Regions from separate parts of the Zea mays genome. Here region 1 is linked to region 2. Evidence: chromatin contacts called from public Hi-C data. All regions are on one chromosome and are shown on one strand. The core of a region is the stretch at or near the end of the contact, and the rest is flanking DNA. Distances in the headings are between cores, read along the strand shown.

The links. Hi-C and Micro-C count contacts between places; a contact is called where the count stands out from the background.
Region 1: a Hi-C map of ear shows a contact between it and region 2, with 2.7 times the contacts expected there. The contact joins the promoter of LOC100384585 here to the promoter of LOC100281973 in region 2. A contact is called at or near these places in 4 of 25 Hi-C or Micro-C datasets (bundle sheath, ear, endosperm and 1 more).

What each region holds. Positions count from the first base shown.
Region 1 is chr10:3,924,239-3,930,898 of Zm-B73-REFERENCE-NAM-5.0, reverse strand. It overlaps LOC100384585 (putative CBL-interacting protein kinase family protein), which reads right to left and starts at 1,719. Exons shown (of 2, transcript NM_001177090.1): 1 at 1,608-1,719; 2 at 1-875. The coding sequence starts at 610.
Region 2 is chr10:3,788,060-3,795,029 of Zm-B73-REFERENCE-NAM-5.0, reverse strand. LOC100281973 reads left to right here and starts at 5,388. Exons shown (of 2, transcript NM_001154890.2): 1 at 5,388-5,861; 2 at 5,995-6,361. The coding sequence starts at 5,482. The coding sequence ends at 6,004. It also overlaps the pseudogene LOC100280188.

The DNA.
Region 1 (6,660 bases), core at 470-2,969, 140 kb before region 2:
AAGACCAGATGTCTGATTTTGCACCATCGTATCCCGTCTTCTTGATCACCTCCGGAGCTATATACACTGGTGTCCCACAGACAGTATGGAGCAGCCCATCTGTCCTCCTCGACTCTGAAAACGCGCTCAGTCCAAAGTCAGACACCTTAAGGTCCCCATTCTCATCCAACAACAGATTCTCACGCTTCAAGTCCCGGTGGTACACGCCTCGGCTGTGGCAGTGATCCAGTGCGCCAATGAGCTGTTGGAAGTATCTGTGTGTGTCAGCCTCCGTCAGCCTGCCGCTCCTCTTAACCTTGTCTAAGAGCTCACCCCCTTTGGCATACTCCATGATGATGTAGATCTTGTTCCGTGTCGCCATGACCTCATGGAGACGAACGATGTTTTTGTGTTCCACCAGCCGCATAGTCGTGATCTCACGCTTTACCTGCTCCGAGAGCCCGGCCTTGAGCACCCTGTCCTTGTCCATGATCTTGATAGCAACACCCTGGTTGGACTCGAGGTCCCTTGCATAGTGCACCTTCCCGAACGCGCCTTTCCCCAGCAGCTTCCCCATCTCGTACCGCTCCGTCAAAGTCTTCCCTCTGGTCTTCATATCTTTTATCTCCATAAAAACTATGTGATCACGCACAGGGCTAGCTTTCTGTTGTCAATCAGGTGGACTGCGCCTTATGGGTCGGTGGCGTCGGAGTCTGAAGGGCGTGGAGTAGATGCAGGCAAGGTGACCGCCGCTCAAGTCAAGAGACGAGCAGGCCTGCGGACCTTGCGCAAGAACCACCAGGCCCTTGGTGGTGTTGCTGCAGAAGTCTCTTCTATGCAAGCACATCTTTCAGCATAGTTTTGTTGTCTTTCTTGTTATGGACTTGTGATCTGCACTGCACAAAGGAAAAGAAACAACATTAGCCTCTGCAGCTGGAGGACCACGTGAAAAAGGCTAACAATTTTTAAAATGCTGACTGTATGGTATGGTATGTATAACAACAATCCGGTACAAAGTGGCAGGTAATGGAATAAGAACCGACAACATCATTCATCAACAGCCGATTGATGGGTGCACTTTGTTTCTGTGCAAAGCCATCATCAGTGGCTATTTTGGAACCCCCAGAATTACTCTTCTGACATAATAAGGATCCAAGACGCAGCACGGCAATGGCAGGATGTTAAGAAATTAGAAATCCAAGACGAAGACGAACGAGCCATAACCGAAGCGAAGCTTCGCATTTCAGAAACCTGACTAACGCCGCCAGGAATCATACACGAGGCTGCAGGAATCTATCCCAGGCTCTCCCCTCCGACTGAAGCGAAGCAATCGAAGGCACCGCAGAGGGTGCATTGCAGACCAAGGAAAAGCCGATATCGCCGCCGTCGCCTCCTCTCTTTTTTTCTTCTAATCCTGACTGAACCTATGCACCACATCTAAGTATCTAACAGCAGGAAGGCGCTAGTAGGTAGGTAGGTTGTTGGTACGATCGGCGACGTACGGCGTCCTTAAACTACAGCGTGGGATCCGTAAAGAGATGTGGTAACGCGTGGGGGCGGCCGGCGTACGTGCAAGCAGATTGATCAGGAACAGGAAGACAGAGGATGGATTGGTTGGTTGCTGTTACCTTGCGACGGGACGACGAGGACGCCGAAGCTTCGTTCCGCTGCACTTGTTCCTTGGGGCGTCGTCCGATCGCCTGAGTTTTCGCTGAGCTTGGCTTGGCGGAGTTGAGATACTGGGATGCTGCGACAACGAGAGATTGGTTCAGCTCAGGGTCAGGGCTGGGGCCTTTTATAAGCCTTTGACGATAATGATCCGGTGACAGCTAGGCGTAGGAGCAGAATTAACGGCGTAACTACCTTATCCTTTCCCTCGCTGAGCTGCTGATAACTGGCACTGGCACTGCCTCTCACCTGTATGTATGACTACAATGTCCCGACGATCTCTCTTGCCATGGCGGCCGTTGGGTGATTTTATCTGTAACCACACCCAAATTGCACGATCTGCTAAATGGGTCTTAGTTAATTGTTGCTGTTTTCGTTTAAAACTATACATCGTCATGCCTTTTTTTAAAAGAAAACCTTAGTGGTTATCTGGATTTTTAAAAGAAAATCTCAATTAAGGCGTGTCTGTGTTCCATAGTTCTCGTACATGCAAAACTACCATTTTGTGTAACAAGCCCTCTCTAATAATATCCTGTTTTCGAATATTTGTCGCAGTCTAGTTTATTTTTTACTAAACCGCAATAAATAAAAAAGAACAGAGGAATTAACATAGTAATACGGGTAGTATGGAGAAAAAGAGAAGAAGGGAGATTAAGGCACTGTTCCAATCTCGCGAGATAAACTTTAGCAGCTTTTTTTAGCTACTTTTAGCCATTTATAATCTAAACAGGAGAGCTAATGGTGGTAATTGAAGCTAAACTTTAGCACTTCAATTCATATAGCTAAAGTTTAGCAGGAAGCTAAAGTTTATCCCGTGAGATTGAAACGGGGCCTAATTATCATGATGTTCCAAACTCAATAATAGAGACGTACGTACATGTATGGAGATGCTAGCGGCATCGTGTCGCCACATGCAGATGCAGCAGCGATCATCGCCACTGCTTAACTCACTGAGAACTGCTGAAGGATAAAAGACGGTGGTGATCTCATCTAGATATAATAAGAAGTCTCCAGAAGATTAGCAGTTACGCATCCCCTTTAATCCTAATTAGCCATAATGTAAAAGTGCTTAATCGACCGAACGGACGTACGGGTGTGAAGCCGTCCGTTCATTGTGTATATATTTGTTTACTGTTATGCCTCGTCTGTTTCATTGGAATTGAATTCCATTTTAATAATTATAATTTAGACAAAACTAATTAAGTTCATATATTTATATATGTAATATATTTGTATATTATCCTAAATCATTTGAGAGAGATAGTTATATACTATATTTATGGTATGGCGAAGCAAGTAGAAGACTGTGCTATAAGTTTTACATCGGAAAAATAACATGTAAATCTATAGAATCAATTTCCATCTCTCACCCCATGAATTTGAGATATATAGGCTTATATGGTAACTTTAGAAAGTGGTGGAATGTCACATTCTAAAAAAATAGCATATTCCATTAGTAAGATTCCAATTCCTCAAAATGAAATGAAACAAACGGGACCTTAATGGCATACATAGTGTAGAGATTCATTCTCATTCACAATATGATACTTTACAACACGTTATCATGCACGTCTCCAACCACTGAGGAAGAAAGAAAAAGGTCGCCGCCAACATCAAGAAAACAGAGGACTCGTCGGCCAACCACCGCCGTCGACATCATCGAAGCAGAAAAGACAGTCAGAAATCCGGCGAAGAAGAAAGAAAAAGGTAACAAAAATGTCGATGCTTAATCTTCGCCGACTTGTGAAGAAACTCCGGCGAGTCGTCATCCGCGAGTTCATCCGGGCATGTCACGTGGGAGTCCTCGACAACGACCATGTCGGCTTCGCCATCCACAGCGTCATCATGCAGATGAGTGTCGACGGTTTCACCGGTGTGTGGCTTCCCACACTTCACAGAACCGCTCGCGTGAACCACTGCGCCGTGGACCGATGTCGCGCCGTGCACGAGCGCCAACAGTGGCGGTTGTTCCTCCGTCTTCCACTCCAGTTGAGGCGACGCCGACCTCCAACCCGTACCCACCAGACTACTGCCCGGTCCATGGGTATGCGGCATGTGTGCTGCGCGACGCGGGGATCCTCGAGAACACCATTATCTCCACCCTGCGCTCGATGGCTGTCGCGTCCACCACGTTAGTCGAGGAGAGGCCTCGTTGGAGGCCACCAACACCCGCGCTGCCTGGATTTGGTCGCCGTCCGACGATGGCAGCCCGGACAGGTTGCCCGCCAATCTACACCAATGCAGTGGTTGATTCCCCGCCACCTTCCGCACTCCTGATGTCGTCTCCCGCACTGCTCCCGCAACGTCGCCACGTGGGAGAGGCGGCTGCGCGACGCCCAGGTCTGCGCCCCATCAAGGATGAGGCCGACCTCCCCAACGTCAGTCACGACAGCGGACAGTTCTCCTCCGACGAGGAGAAGGAGGACTCCATCTCCTAAATTTGCAAGGAAGAAGGGGAGGACATGGGGCACTGCTTTTACTTGTGCAGTGGCGCACTTGGACTGACGGCGAGATGGTCGGCGACCGGATCCGCGGCTAAGGTTGGTCCCGCGCCCACGACGGCTACGGTCGGACATGTGTCCTCTGTTGGCGGTCGTGCTCCCACTGCTAGCGGCCAAGCACCCGTGGCTGGGGCTGGGCCCCCGTGACGGAGGCCAGACCTGAGCCCCCAGGCGGCTATGTCTGCTGCTGGCTGCCGGGCCCGCGCCTGGGGTGGAGTCCACGCCCGCACGGCAATCGGGCCCGCGACGACGTTGGAGGTGACAGTGGCTAGGGGAGAAGATGGAGACTAGGGTTCCAAAGCCCCTGGCCTTCTTTTAACCCCGATTATGGCCACTGATGGACTGGGCCGCTGCATTGGGCCAAGTATCTACGGATACACTGCTAATAAGTCGATAGAGAGCACAGAACCCCTACTTCCCCTTTTTAATATGGCTATGGTTCATTCAACCCCATACCCATTTTATTAATTTGTACATGTGTGTTAGTTTACATATTCCAGCAATTTTTCTTTTACATTTTAACTATAGTATTAGTTATATGTGTTTAAATATTATGTCCCTGTTGTACAATGTAACCGTAAATATGTGAATGTATATATGTGTTTGTGTACATTTTTGTCTCTTGTGAATATATTTTTCACATAAAAAATGACACTGCACTACAGATTTAACCCTCACAATCAATCTATTACTACTCTATAAGGTTTTAGTGTAGGCGTCCACAGTTTTTGCTGGCGCACGGTTCTGCCTGAGGCCACGGATGGAAGGTCCGCGATCCACTCCTCGGTGCGATCTACTCCCTTCTCCTCCTCGCCGCGATCCACTCCTCGGCGCGATTCACTCCCTTCTCCATCGGCGTGATCCACTCCCTCACCCATCTGCTCCTCGCCACGATCCACGGTCGTGCCCGCCCATCCCGGTCCACCGTAATCCACTCCTCGGCGCGATCCACTCCCCCAGTATACAGTTCTCCTCGGCGTGCAGAGTGGCGCGATCCAATCGAGTTATTTGAGTTTGTAACATTCTCGTCACGCTGATTCACCAGTTTATTACTCCGCAGCTGTACTTCACCAGTTTGGTATTATGGAGCTCAAAGTCACGCCAGATTGGGACAGTTAATCTCCCGCGCTCTATTAACGTCTATTTTGTTGCTCTTGATGCAGGTTGTGTACCCCTTCGTACTAATCTACCCCTGGCCGGAGTACTCCCTTGCCGCGTGAGAGACAAGAAAACAGAGCGCGCGCCGCCGTCTCGCAGCCGCTGCAACCGTGACGAGGAAGATGAGCAGGGCCGGCCGCGGTTCCCGCTGCAACCGTGACGAGCAGGAGAACCGCTGCAACCGCCGTCTCGCAGTCTGCTAGGACCTGCCTGCCTGCTGTCGGCCATGGGGAGGAGGCGCGCGCGAGGAAGACGAGCAGGGGCGCGGCACCAGGGAGATCCAGCCGGCGAGCTGGAGCAAGGTTCAGGGCGCGGCGAGCAGAGCAGAACAGAGGACAGGGCGCGGCTGGGGAAGAAGACGCGCTGGGGAAGAGAGCGGCGATGGGAACCGGGCGCGGGAGATGTGTTATTACTGGCTGGCTGCCATGGCACGGCGGCATGGCATGGCAGCAGCTCGTGGGCGCTTCTTGGCTGAGATTCGGAACATGCGTTGTGCGGTTGTGCCTTCCCGGATCTGTCCTGGCTGCACGGCATGGTATCCCACACGTGAGAGAGCAACCTCCTCCGCCTCGGAGGTGTAAATACAGTACCGTGACGAGGAAGATGAGCAGGGCCGGTCGCGGTTCCCACTGCAACCGTGACAAGCAGGAGAACCGCTGCAACCGCCGTCTCGCAGTCTGCTAGGACCTGCCTGCCTGCTGCCGGCCATGGGGAGGAGGCGCGCGCGAGGAAGACGAGCAGGGGCGCGGCACCAGGGAGATCCAGTCGGCGAGCTGGAGCAAGGTTCAGGGCGCGGCGAGCAGAGCAGAACAGAGGACAGGGCGCGGCTGGGGAAGAAGACGCGCTGGGGAAGAGAGCGGTGATGGGAACCGGGCGCGGGAGATGTGTTATTGCTGGCTGGCTGCCATGGCACGGCGGCATGGCATGGCAGCAGCTCGTGGGCGCTTCTTGGCTGAGATTCGGAACATGCGTTGTGCGGTTGTGCCTTCCCGGATCTGTCCTGGCTGCACGACATGGTATCCCACACGTGAGAGAGCAACCTCCTCCGCCTCGGAGGTGTAAATACAGTACCGTGACGAGGAAGATGAGCAGGGCCGACCGCGGTTCCCGCTGCAACCGTGACGAGCAGGAGAACCGCTGCAACCGCCGTCTCGCAGTCTGCTAGGACCTGCCTGCCTGCTGCCGGCCATGGGGAGGAGGCGCGCGCGAGGAAGATGAGCAGGGGCGCGGCACCAGGGAGATCCAACCGGCGAGCTGGAGCAAGGTTCAGGGCGCGGCGAGCAGAGCAGAACAGAGGGCAGGGCGCGGCTGGGGAAGAAGACGCGCTGGGGATCGGAAGAGAGCGGCGATGGGA
Region 2 (6,970 bases), core at 4,139-6,638:
CACGCGTAAATATCCAACGTTATAGATGGTTTGATTATTTATTTGTAGAAGAAATTGTTGGTAAATTTGTGTATAAATTTGTAAGGATCATCCTTGCTCGCCGTACAGGCGTACACACGTCGTCTTCGTTCCTCCCCGCCGTTTCTGTCGGGGGGGGGGGGGGGGGGGGGGGGGGGGGGGGGGGGGGGGGGGGGGGGGGGGGGGGGGGGGGGGGGGAATTGATCGAATTTACAACTAGCTAGGGAGAAGAAAGTCCACGCTCCCTTCCCACCAGCTCCGCGCCAGCTCCCATTGCATTGCATTCCCATCCCACCGCACGTCGTCTTGGATCGATTCACGACTGGCCACACGCTGCTGACACGCGGTTTCGTCCCCTTCTTCATTTCAATGGACTTCTTGGTCTCCAAGCCACCGCCACTCCTCCGCCAGCTGACGCGACGGCCAGTCAGTTTCTTTTTCTTTCCACCTCTCTCTCTCCCCGACCTTACCTTCTCCCTCACACATTCCAATTTCCACCGAACAACGACCGCCATTCTCTCCCTCTCTCTTAATTTCTCCATCCACGAACGACACGCACCAGCTAGCTACTACTCCTGAGTCTGACGACGACTCCACCGCCATAGGCCTGCGCATTCGCGATAATGGGCTGCACAGGAACCCAGACCCAGCAGCAGCGACTCCGACTCCGCCGGCCGCCCCGAGGGAGAGGCAGCAGCTACAGCTTCGTCTTCGTCCTCCGCGCGCTCACGCTCATCCTCCTCATATTGCTCGCCGTCTTCGCACAGCCTGCTTCCAGCCGCAGGCCTCTGCCGCTCGTCGACGACCACCACAACAACGGCGTCGTCAAGGCCGCCGCCGCCGCCGCCGCCACCGACGTCATACTGCTGCTGCCTCCTCTACACGCCGACGCCGAGAAGGCTATGGTCGTCGCGGCACCGTCGTCCGTACTGCCGCCCGTAGAGGAGGACGAGGATCGGCGGCGGCATTGGCTCGCCGGTGGCCGCCACCAGTGGCTGCTCAACAAGAAGCCCCGGGGGAAGGCCCCGCCCTCCGCCCCCAGCAAACGCACCAACTGATCTCAACACTTCATCTTGCATCATACATGATGTTTTCCCTCTTTTATCTCTCTCTCTCTCTCTCTCTCTTTTTATTTCCCTTTCTCTATACCCTTATGGCCTTATCCAATTCTTGGACGCCTGCCGTGTGTCCGGTAGATGACACACTGATGCCTGTAGTTTTTCTATTCTATTGATTCTTTTGGGTTTGAGCTTGACTACGGTCTAAAAACATAGAATGTTAGACTATGTTCAGGAGTTACTCATATGGAAATATTGTATTATACCGAAGACTATATTATTTATATAGTAAAGTTTGAAATACGATGAGTAAGCTTATAACTCTATTTTAAAGTAAGTATAATAAAAGACTATAAACCGGCTTAATGCTGATATGAACGAGAGAGAAGAGAATAGCGAAGAAGCAGGGTATAAATTTATAGTCAACTTAGACATAAGAACCCAGTGAGAGAGCAAGTGGGCTATGTATTAATTGTGAAGAGCTAAACCACTACTCTTCTCTCTGGACCGGCTGCAAATTTCTTTACAGCCGACTACATTATTAAACTCTTTTAAGGCATCGTCTAGGGTGAGGCGATGCCTAGACGTCCAGGCGCCCATATAATTCTAGGCCTTAAGGCGTTGGTACAACTCCTCACCTTACCTTTACCGCCTTAAGAACATTGACTCTTATTAGCAAGAATGTCTTATATTTATAGAGCTAATTCTACTGCTTTGTTACTATTTCTACATTATTGATACGTGTGCCACAGTATAAACATGAGACTGTGACCTTGGAGGGTAACGTGTCATTCAATCAATCGTGTGCATGTACCACTATATAAACACGAGAACATGATATTGGAGGGTATCATACCATTCAATCTATCAACAGGATTTAATAAATAGATATAAGACACATGGTAAGTATAAGTTATATATAAATTTGTGGTACAACTCGTAGAAAAATTGTGTCGATGAGAGACGGGCGAAAATTAATTTAGAATAATTCTTTTTTGTATGTGTCGTTGAGAAAAATTGATAAGGGGGTGTTTGGTTAGAGGGACTAAAGATTAGTCTCTAGTTTTTAGTCTCTTTTAGTCTCTTTTTTGCCAAACACTAGGACTAAAATATGGACTAAAATGATTTAGTCTTTAGCCATTCACATAGGTGCTAAAAGAGACTAAAAGCTCATAATTATCATGTTGCCCTTACCTTTTTATAGATAACTAATATTATGAGTATATTCTAAGGGTATTTGAGTCTTTGGACAATATATTTAATGACTTTAGAATCTATTTAGTCCCTAAAACCAAACATATAGGGACTAAAGTTTAGTCCTAGAACTAATTAAAACCAAACATGCCCTTAGAATAAATCTAGAGAGACTAAAAGAAAGACGCATGTTCTTGTTCTTGATTGGATCAAGCGAGAGAGACCGGCAAGTATGGGAGGGCGGGGAGGGGACTGGTGTGGGAGGCATTCCATGAACCATTTTGACGTCTGCATCACTGCATCTGCATGCATGGCAGCATGGCTGACCTGCGAGACACGCAAGGTCCTTCCGGCAGGTAGCAGCCGTGCCGCAGAAAGGGGTCCTCTCCGCGCCGGCGCCCGGCGGTGGCGGGGACAGGACAGCGAGTCGACAGTGCGTGGGCGTGGCCATCAACGCGGCGCGTTTTACGCGCTTGCCCTTTTGCGTGCACGGGTACATGCCGACCATTTGCAATGCGGCCTTGCGGGGAGAGAGCGAAACATTATACAGTAACAATTTATTTTAGCTTTTTGTATGTATAACTTTTACTATACATCTAAGTATAGGATATATCTAGGAATACTAAGAGCCCTAAATGTATAAATTAGATCGGAGGAAGTGTTGCCTATAGTCCTACTAATATAATAACCGTGCGTTTGCGCCATATTTTTCTAAGCTGATGACCATATAGGGGTTATAGATCTTGACCTCTAGAATAAGTGCTTATTCAGTAAATGGATTTTCAAACTGATTAATGAGAACAGTTTATGGTAGTCAATCTTACGAAAGAAATATTTGAGAGAAAAGACCTTAACCCAAGTAGAGCATATGCTTGGTGTGATTCACACTTTTGGACAGGTCTAATGAAGGTTAAAGATGTGTTTTTGGGTTCGAGGCATTTCAAGCTCGGGGATAAGACCCTAACAAAAGTTAAATATTTACATGCAGCGGCTGGAATAAGTTATTTATTCCCTTTTCAAAAAAAAAAAATTGTATATATAGTATGTACTTATTACCAAGTGTATGACTGACTGTTGGTACGTCCAAACTCGGACGCAAAAGCGCGAAGCTGGTGTACCATTCGCGAATTAGTCTCATGGGCCAAATCTATTTTTTTTTTCTTTCTCGGAGGAGGCCCAACAATAGTAGGAGAGGTGACGGGTACTGAGCAACACAGAGATGGACAACACAGCCCAACAGCGGCCTTCATCGCTCAGCCCGGGAATTCCATAGAAAGAAAAAAAATTTAGGGCTAGTTTGGGAACACTAATTTCCCATGGGATTTTCATTTTCCCAAGGAAAATTAGTTTATTTTTCCTTGAGAAAATGAAAATCTCATGTGAAATTAGTGTTCCCAAACTAGCCCTTAATGGATAAAACGATTGAATGCTTCTTTATTGTTTCGTATGCACCCATATAGATTTGAAGGCCTTCATTTTTGTTTGGTAGAATGTATCCTTTATAAGGATAGATTTAGGGGGATCAAGCTTAGAGAAAGTCTAGAAAATGCTCTAACAAGTCCTCGTAACCGAGGCGCTAAAAGCTAGCGCGAGTGCAAGACCATTGGAGAGAATAATAAGTAGCATAGAAACGGGCAGACACAAATTTAGAATGCTAACTAAAAAGAAGGAAAAAAAAAACAGGGCACGCTAGCTCTTTGTAGAACAAACGTACAGTCGTAGTGGGTTCATGGCTGGCAACAACCTCAACCTCTCACCAGAATTTTCAGGCCTGTCATCAATTAAGGTGGTGAACATTGCATGTTACGGATCCGATGCAAGTAAAAGCTAACGTGTAAAGGCGAACATAATTGTTGCGTGCTTTTGCTCTGCTCTGCTCAGCCAGCAACTGCAATTTTTTCCTATCTATTGCAGATGCACGCGTACGTACGTGCGTGCCATTATGATCGGCGACATCAGAATTGAAGGCGGTCATCAGTGATAGGTAATGATTCTGGGCCACCCGTACGAGTTGGTAGTGTTCGTCAGTCGTCAGTAGTAGTGCTGGGAATTGGGTCAGATGAGGCTGGTCCGTACCAAACGAGATTGGATCAAGAAAACTCAAAAAAAAATCGGTCATGTCGTGCTAGTCCTAAATATAAAAACAGTAGTTTAACCCGACTCTAAACCATGTCGTGTGTTTATTGGACCGTATCGGTCCAAACCCGGCTCATACATTTGACAATGTAAAATCAAAATATTTTAACCACATAATAAAGCCTATAACTTAATAAATTAATGATATTAAACAATCCTAGCATCATTTGAATATATAAAGTCAAAATATCACATTAATACAAAGTCTGTAGCTTACTAAATTAAAACAAATTAAACAACATGGACTTTATTGGACTATGTCGGTCTAAGTCCGACCCATCTGTGCGGGCCGTGCCGGAGGCCCAACAACTGTTTTCTTGAGTGCTTCACAAAAAAACACTCGGCAAAATTAGGTCTGTGCCAGACACAGCTACTCAATAGCTGAGTGTATTTTTAGTGTTCAGAGAGTCTTATCTCGTCGAATGGTACTCGTCAAAATATGTGTTACTGAATAGCTGATATATTGCACTCGGTAAAATGATGAGTAATCGGTAAAAAGCTGGATTAGGATAGGGACTACATTTGCATTCGTGTACGTGCCAGTGGCTGGCAGCCGCAGCACGTCAGGTCCGGGCTAGCACACAAGGGGGTACGCATGCACATGTCATGTATGGTATCCATCCATCCATCTATCTATCTATCTATCTGTGGACAATGATGGACGTTGCAGCCATGCAAGCAGCCTTTGTTTTTTTGTATGAAAAAGTCCGATACAAACGAAGCCGTTTCACGTGCAAGCATTCATCTCCTCGTCGCATCGCACGTACGCGGTACGATCCCTGGTTGGTGCGTGCTCAACCACCGCTGCAGTAACACTGCACGTGCATATATTGGCCCACTCATCGGCAGATCTCAGCTAGACAGCCGCCTGCCGGGGCCCCTCTGCTTGCCTCGCCAGATCGGCACGTACGACACTCTCCAAGTGATGAGTTACCAATGCAAGGCCGGCCCTATTTATACCACCCCACCCATGGCACCACCTTGCTCCCATCCATCACAGCTAGCTAGCATACAGACGAATAATCTCTTCTTCACCTCACTAACACCAGCTAGCAACTCTTTCTCTCCTGCAATAATGGCCGCTCGCTCCTCCTCCTCCCAGCCGCAGCTGGTCGCGGCGGCGGCGGTCCTGGCAGCGGCGCTGCTGCTGCTGGCGGCGGGGGCCGGGACGGCGTCGGCGGCGGTGAGCTGCGGCGAGGTGACGTCGTCGGTGGCGCCGTGCCTCGGGTACGCGATGGGCAGCGCGGCGTCGCCCTCCGCGGCGTGCTGCAGCGGGGTGCGCTCGCTCAACAGCCGCGCGTCGTCGACGGCGGACCGGCAGGCCACCTGCAACTGCCTCAAGAGCATGACGGGCCGGCTCGGCGGCGGCGTCAGCATGGCCAACGCCGCCAACATCCCCTCCAAGTGCGGCGTCTCCGTCGGCGTGCCCATCAGCCCCACCGTCGACTGCACCAAGTACGTAGGCCCGGCAGTCCCGGCCCCCTGCATGTCTAGTTAGTTAACCATGCATGCATGGAAGTTGTTATGTTATATGTACATTGCTACTAACCATGGAAAATAATGTCTTCCCGTGTTATGCGCATCGCAGGATCAACTGATCGATGGAACCATAGTGGAGGTAGCTCGCTCGTTGGATGGCAGCGTACGTGGCCATCAGCAGCATGCAGTCGTCGTCGTAGCAGAGATGTCCTAGCTACGTGTGTGTCATGCATCAGACTGGCACATAATAAAGAAGTAGATCATGCACCCACCCCACTAGTGATCACTTCGTCTAGTGTCCCTCCCGTCGTCGTCGTCGTGTACCTCGTACGTGACATGCCGTAGCACGTACTACGCTAGCAGAGCAGCACCTCAATGTCCTTGGGCTTGCTTTGCTGGCTCTCTGTTTTCGTCTCTCGTGTTGCTTTTAATCTGGTACAGGTTTCTAAATTATAATAATGAATAGTTTTTTGTCCAATATATATTCGCCGTACATATGCATGCATGAATCATGATAAGGCATATACAACTCTATTAAATATCTATCTCTCGAGAGATCTCTAGCAGGGACGGAGGCAGTGGACAGTGGTGGGCGAACAGGGCTCAAGCCTCCTCTACCACTTAGCCTATAGAGTCCTTATTGGAGCCTTCCCAAGTTAACATGTACAATATAGTGTATAAAGAGACTTATATATTGTACCTGATTAGTTCAATCCCTCTTTTTTTTCTAGCTCCGATCCTGGTCTTTAGGGTAAGACTATGTCCATCAATTCAACTATATGATCACACAAAACAATGTTTTTCAATGTAAACTATAATGCTCACGCAGTGAAGTTTGAATCTCTACTACTAATTAAGCACGTAACGTGGGCGCTGGCGCTACCACGGCTCCGCTCCGCGCACCCCCTCTGCGCTGTCAGACAGCGCCAGGCGATACCGTGTCCCCCGCTCCTCCCCACGCGCAAGAGTCGCCCTGCTCACCCCGCACCGCGATGCTCGCCGCTCTGCTCCTCCCGCGTCGCGTCCACATATGCGATGACCGGGATCCATGACCGCCGCCCCCACCTCGGCCTCTTCCTGTCCGT